2 separate regions of the Gossypium hirsutum genome follow, and region 2 is linked to region 1. Evidence: chromatin contacts called from public Hi-C data. All regions are on one chromosome and are shown on one strand. Each heading gives the region's core, a stretch centred on a gene start, on an enhancer-like site or on the middle of the called end of the contact. The rest is flanking DNA. Distances are from core to core; before and after follow the strand shown.

Evidence for each region. Hi-C and Micro-C count contacts between places; a contact is called where the count stands out from the background.
Region 2: a Hi-C map of leaf shows a contact between it and region 1, with 2.0 times the contacts expected there. The contact joins the promoter of LOC107950900 here to the promoter of LOC107902730 in region 1. A contact is called at or near these places in 3 of 34 Hi-C or Micro-C datasets (leaf and seedling).

The regions. Positions count from the first base shown.
Region 1 is chrA08:10,974,466-10,977,261 of Gossypium_hirsutum_v2.1, forward strand. LOC107902730 reads left to right here and starts at 1,331. Exons shown (of 4, transcript XM_016828995.2): 1 at 1,331-1,559; 2 at 2,109-2,553. The coding sequence starts at 2,152. It overlaps LOC107902956 (a long non-coding RNA gene), which reads right to left and starts at 140. Exons shown (of 3, transcript XR_001685665.2): 1 at 1-140.
Region 2 is chrA08:11,282,982-11,285,777 of Gossypium_hirsutum_v2.1, forward strand. LOC107950900 reads left to right here and starts at 1,405. Exons shown (of 16, transcript XR_001698261.2): 1 at 1,405-1,593; 2 at 1,751-1,828; 3 at 2,198-2,281; 4 at 2,389-2,562; 5 at 2,738-2,796.

The DNA.
Region 1 (2,796 bases), core at 81-2,580:
AGGGAACCTGACTGAGGGTTGTTTGATAGGGGGTCTATGCATAGAAGGAAAACAGGAAAGTGGGATTTTGGAAACCGCTTTTCTGGGACTGGAATCGGTGCATTAATTGTGGAAATGCTAATTGGACTCCAACTGTTATCAGATTGGAAGTTTATTTTAATTTTCTGTTTAATTTTAATTTGTCTATTTCTTTGGTAATAATTTTAAGGTTTTACCATTATTGGGTTTTGTTTTCATTTTTTGGTGGGCCTGTGAATTTTGTTAGCCCATTCCTATCTTTTCTTTCATTAATATACTAGTCTATTTTGCAAAAAGTAAAAAAGATATGTGCAATCTCTAAAATAGTAATAAAATTAACAATAAAATAAAATTTATACAATATTCAAATAATAACAAAAAAATAGTAGCAACATAATTGTGAAATTGTAACAAAATAGTGAAAAAGCCAACAATAAAATAGCAATAAAATAATAAAAAATAGAAAAATAAATGCAATTTTTTTTTTGCATATTCAGGCCGAGCTCAGGCCAAAAAAGCCTTACTCGAGACCCAAAATCCTCTCATTTTTCGAACGGGCCTTCAGACTAGGCTAGATGGCCTGGCTCATGAATAGGTTGACATGTAAGTTATCACGCCAACAATGTTAAAATTTAATGTTTTAATCATCATTTCTTTTAGAAAAAAACGATACGACTATTTTTGAAAAGTTGATGGCTAAATTTAGCTTTTAAAAAGTAAGAGTAACTTGAAAAAAATATAAACATTAAGAATTAAATTTATTATTATATCATTTTTTATTTTGTAAATCGAATATCGGTTGAAATATATTTAAATTATAATAAGTTAAATTTAATAAAATTAAACGGGATTAAAAATAATATTTAGATTTTTTTAATTAGCTATTTAGCCCTACTTACGGGCACATGTAAAATTTAAGAAGGGGTAATTTCATTTTATTTAGAGATGGAATTTCAAAATCTTCAAAACCATGGAAAAGATATGATAAGGGCATTTGTTATTTTATGTTACGGTTACAGCTTACGTCATACATATGCAACATAGTCCAAAATGCCCTTATGGGAAATGACCTTATTGTCAAGCTTTGAAGTAATTTTTAACTATAAACTATTTCTAAGTTTAAAGACAAGAAGCTAGTTATGTAGCATTAATTTCAAATAACAAGGATTTTTTTAAAAAAATATAATATAATCAAAATCCAAATAATCATGACGGAATTTATGCTTAATCATGATTCTGTATTCTTTGATTTTGTACAGGAACTAAAGACCTGTTTTTTTAATGGTCTCATAAGGCACGTCGATTCTGAGGTTGTAATGAAATCAATGGTCCAACATGGCAAAGATTTTGTCTAAAACTATGAATTATCCCCATCATTTATTTCTTCAAAAATGAGTTAATCTTTGATTAGTAGGGTTTTTTTTTTACTTAAATAATAATCAAAAGAGAGCGCAAAATAAACCAATTTTGCGTAAGGATGTGGTCATGACCGCAACTAAACTGCGTCCTGTTCGTTTTCATTTCTTCACTTTTACTCTCAGGTCAGTCCCATTCAATTAATTAAAAGTTTTCAATTGAATTGAATTGGAATTCCTTCTCAATTTCTAATTTTGTTTTTGTTTTTGTCTTATTATAGTTCATAATTTTAGGATGTTTAATTCTGGGTAAGTGCTAGTTTTTTAATTATTTCAGTTTCTTTTTTCTGGGTGTTTTTGAGGATTGCAAAACCATGGGTTGATTGATGTTTTTGAAAACTGTTGGCTGAATGAGTTCATTTGAGTTTGGTTGCAGAATGTTCCCTGTTTGTAGCATCAATCTTATTTTTTCTAATTAGATTTGATTATATCTCTATATAAACTAGCTTCATGGAGTTCTTGAAGATTACAATTTTCTTATTTTGCAATTGAATGTTTTGGGAATTAGACCCCCAAAACGGGATAAAACTCTCTCCACTGTTTTCTTTCCATTCACAAGATTCGATCTCAAAATTTTGCTTGGCATTGAGCTCCTTTCCACTCAACTCAGGATCACTTTTAGATCTCTTTTAGCAATCACAATATCAGTGGTATTAATTTTGTTTTATATTTCAGTCTTGTTTTTCGGGATCAAGCATAATAAGAGTTCAAAAGAAAAATGAAGTTCAGAAAAGGGAACTTGGTGGAGGTTTTGAGAAGAGAAGATGATCCATGTGGTTCCTGGTTTACTGGTAATATTCTTTCAGCAGATGGTGACTACTATATTGTTAGGTACAAACTGTTTACAGACTGTGAAGGAAGAAGGGTGGTGGAGACGGTGAAAGGGAAGGACGTTAGACCATTGCCTCCATATGTAAACCGGAAGAATTGGGCAGTCGGGGATGTAGCTGAGGTGTTCGATATCCAGTGTTGGAGGATAGGAAAGGTTGCAAAGGTGTTAAAGAACAATGATTCATTTGTCATTAAGTTGTTTGGGTCCATCCTACTTAAAGAATTCCATGTGTCAAGTTTAAGGGTTAGGCAGGCTTGGCATGGTAACAAATGGATGGTGGTTGGGAAGGTAAATGCACCTTGCATTCATCGTGCTTTGGACCTAAATTCTCTTTTCTAAATGTTTAAGTTTATTAGAGCTCTCTCTCTCTCTCTCTCTCTCTCTCTCTCTCTCTCTATAAAGCATAGCATAACTCGTGATAAGTCGTTTCGAATGAATTCAAGAAAATATCTTCTTGTTGCCTTCCACATTGTTCTTTATGATATGAACTTGATTCTTGCTTGAGCTGCAGTTGTTTTTTTTCCGTATTAT
Region 2 (2,796 bases), core at 155-2,654, 310 kb after region 1:
TCCAACTACCAATTTTGATTTTTCCTAGTTGTGTCGCTCGACATATCTCTCGGTACAATGTTACCAACACGACAAACCTCCAACTGAAGTTTCAACAACCATCTTAGATGGACGAGTGTTCATGACTTGTCCGGCATTAGGATACCCTTGATGATCTGAAGGATGTACGTCCAAGTGTGTCATTCTCTTTTGACTTCAGTCGAATCCTCATCCAGCGCGGCGAAAGTTGTTCTTATCCAAGCTATTTTGATCCGACCTCCGTAAATTGTTTCCGAAACTGAACCCAAAAGTTCACCACATATGCCTTGTCACTCACCAGACTAAACAGACCTGGTGACTACTGACCCATCTATGGTCAAACCCAACTGTAAATGCACGTCCTCTAGAGTGATAGTACACTCACCATATGGAAGATGAAATGTGTGCATCTCGGGTCTCCACCTCTCCACCAATGCGCCTACGAGTTTTGAGTCCAACTTACATCCCCGGCCTACAAGGGCCATGTGCCAAAACACTGGTTTCCCTTAAATATGTTCAATCGACGATGATGGAAGACTGAGTGGATTACGGATATAGCATTGAAAAATTCGATATTTCGCCTATTTACGTAAAAAATCAAAATATTAAGTTAATATATAACAATGAAATAAAAAATTAAACAAAAATTGAAATTTATTAAAATTTATTCTTACCATTTGCAATTGAATGACGAAAATGTACTTGTCATCATGATTGATTAGAGAATCGACCATTGCTAATTATATAGAACACGAATTAATTTAAAAAATATATTTTCAGAAAATATTAATAAAAAATCTAATAGAAAATATAATTTAGATTTTTGAAAAAAAATTGAAAATTTGAAAGAATTTTGAGAGTGGTTTGAGAAATTGAGAGAATTTTATGAGAAATGAGTAAGGGTGGGGGTTTTATAGTTTTTTTTTTACCATTGGAGAGGGGACAACAGCTATTTAAAATAGTCGTTGGAAAAGTATCCATTGAGGGGAAAACACTTCCAAAATAGTCGTTGGAAAAGTATCCATTGAGGGGAAAACGCTTCCAACTAGAAGTGTTTGGAAGCGTTTTACTAGTGACACACAAAAAGTACTTCCGGCTGAAATCGTTTTTCTAGATTTCACCTAAAAATACTTTCAGTCCTAAATCGGTCTATACCCATAAATATTTCAAAAATCAGCTTATTCTAGTAATTTTAAAAAAAATCAGCATTTTTTTAGTAATTTAATCAGAAGTCATGATTCGGCCCATTGATGTGTATTCTTTGGAAAGAAAGGGCCATCGAAAGTCTATGATAGACCTAGACCTGCTTTTTACAATCAAATGAAACTTAAGAAAGCCTTGTTGGGACTCTCTCAGGCCTCAACGCTCCAATGGTTCACTTCTCACTCAAATAAAATCCAAAGGCCGAACTACGAAATTCTTCAGGCTGAAAAGCTTTTTTTTTTTTTAACGTGAAAAGCTTGTTACAAATTAGTGAAAAAATAAATGGAAGACTCTGTACGACTCCAGAGCTTCGATCAACTCCCATCAGCTGCACAGTTCGCCTCTCAGATTGAATCTCGAAATGTTCCCGCCGTAATTTTTCTGTTTTCTCAACTTTTTGTTTCTTTTTTCCCTTTCTCTGTTCGTTTTTCGAGAAAAATTGGTCCGAACTTTTTTTTTCCTTTTGCTAATTTATATAAGCGGTAGTTGCTTCAATCTTAGTTCATTGATTTTTATTTCGTTTTGAAAGGTGTTCGTTGGATGCGTTAAGGACTGGAAAGCCGTTTCCAAGTGGAATCCTTCTAATGGAGGCCTCGGTTATCTGGAGGTTTGCTTATCCTTTTATAATTACTACAATTTTTATGCTCGCTTTTCGAGTCAAAATATTTTAAGTTGCTGGATTTTTAGTAAAATGGATAACGTTTTGGAAGTAAATAATATTTTTGTATATAATGTTGAAAGACATAATTATGCATTGAGTTTCAAATCTAGAAAAGTAGCACTAGTTTTACATTTGTTTTATTTACATCTGTGATAGTCTATTCAATAAGTTAATTAATAGGCAAGAGCTTGAATTAGTGCGTTATACATGTTGGATATGGTTTCTAGAGTTACATTTTTTTAGTGGAATTGTGCATTTTATATATTCAATTAAAGTATTTATTTTAGTATTTTTCTTGTTTGAGTATAACTTTAGGAACGGGTAGGATCATTCATGGTGGAGGCTATGTTATCTCAAACTGCACCGGTGTTTTACGGTGATCTTAGAAGCCATGAGAGGGTAATTCACTAATTCTCATGTTCTTCATACACTGAGGCTTGTGATACATTTTCTCTCTTGGGTGGATGCGAGAATTGTGATCAATTTGGTTTTGCATTTGTTTACAGGTTCCATTACCATTTTCCACTTTTATTGCCTTTTGTAAATGGCATAGGCAAAATGTCGGTAATTCTTGCAGTATTAATTCTAATTCACAAGGGCATCAACTTGAAGAATCTGACACAGAGCAAGGCTGTTCACCATTTGTAGATGCTGCTCCAAAACAAATCTACCTAGCACAGGTCGCTACTCAAAGTTCTGTGATCACTGACGTCTCTGTTAACATTTTTTTCTGCTTTTGCTTTGTTTATTTAATATGTTGAGACCAGATGGATTTCACTTTTCCTGTGTGTCCTTCATTTCAATTTTCTTTTTAAGCATGAATGTAATTGTTGAATTTTTATACTTCCGATTCAGATTCCAATTATAAATGCTGAGAATGAAGAGAGAGTTCAATTGGAAACTCTACAGGAGGA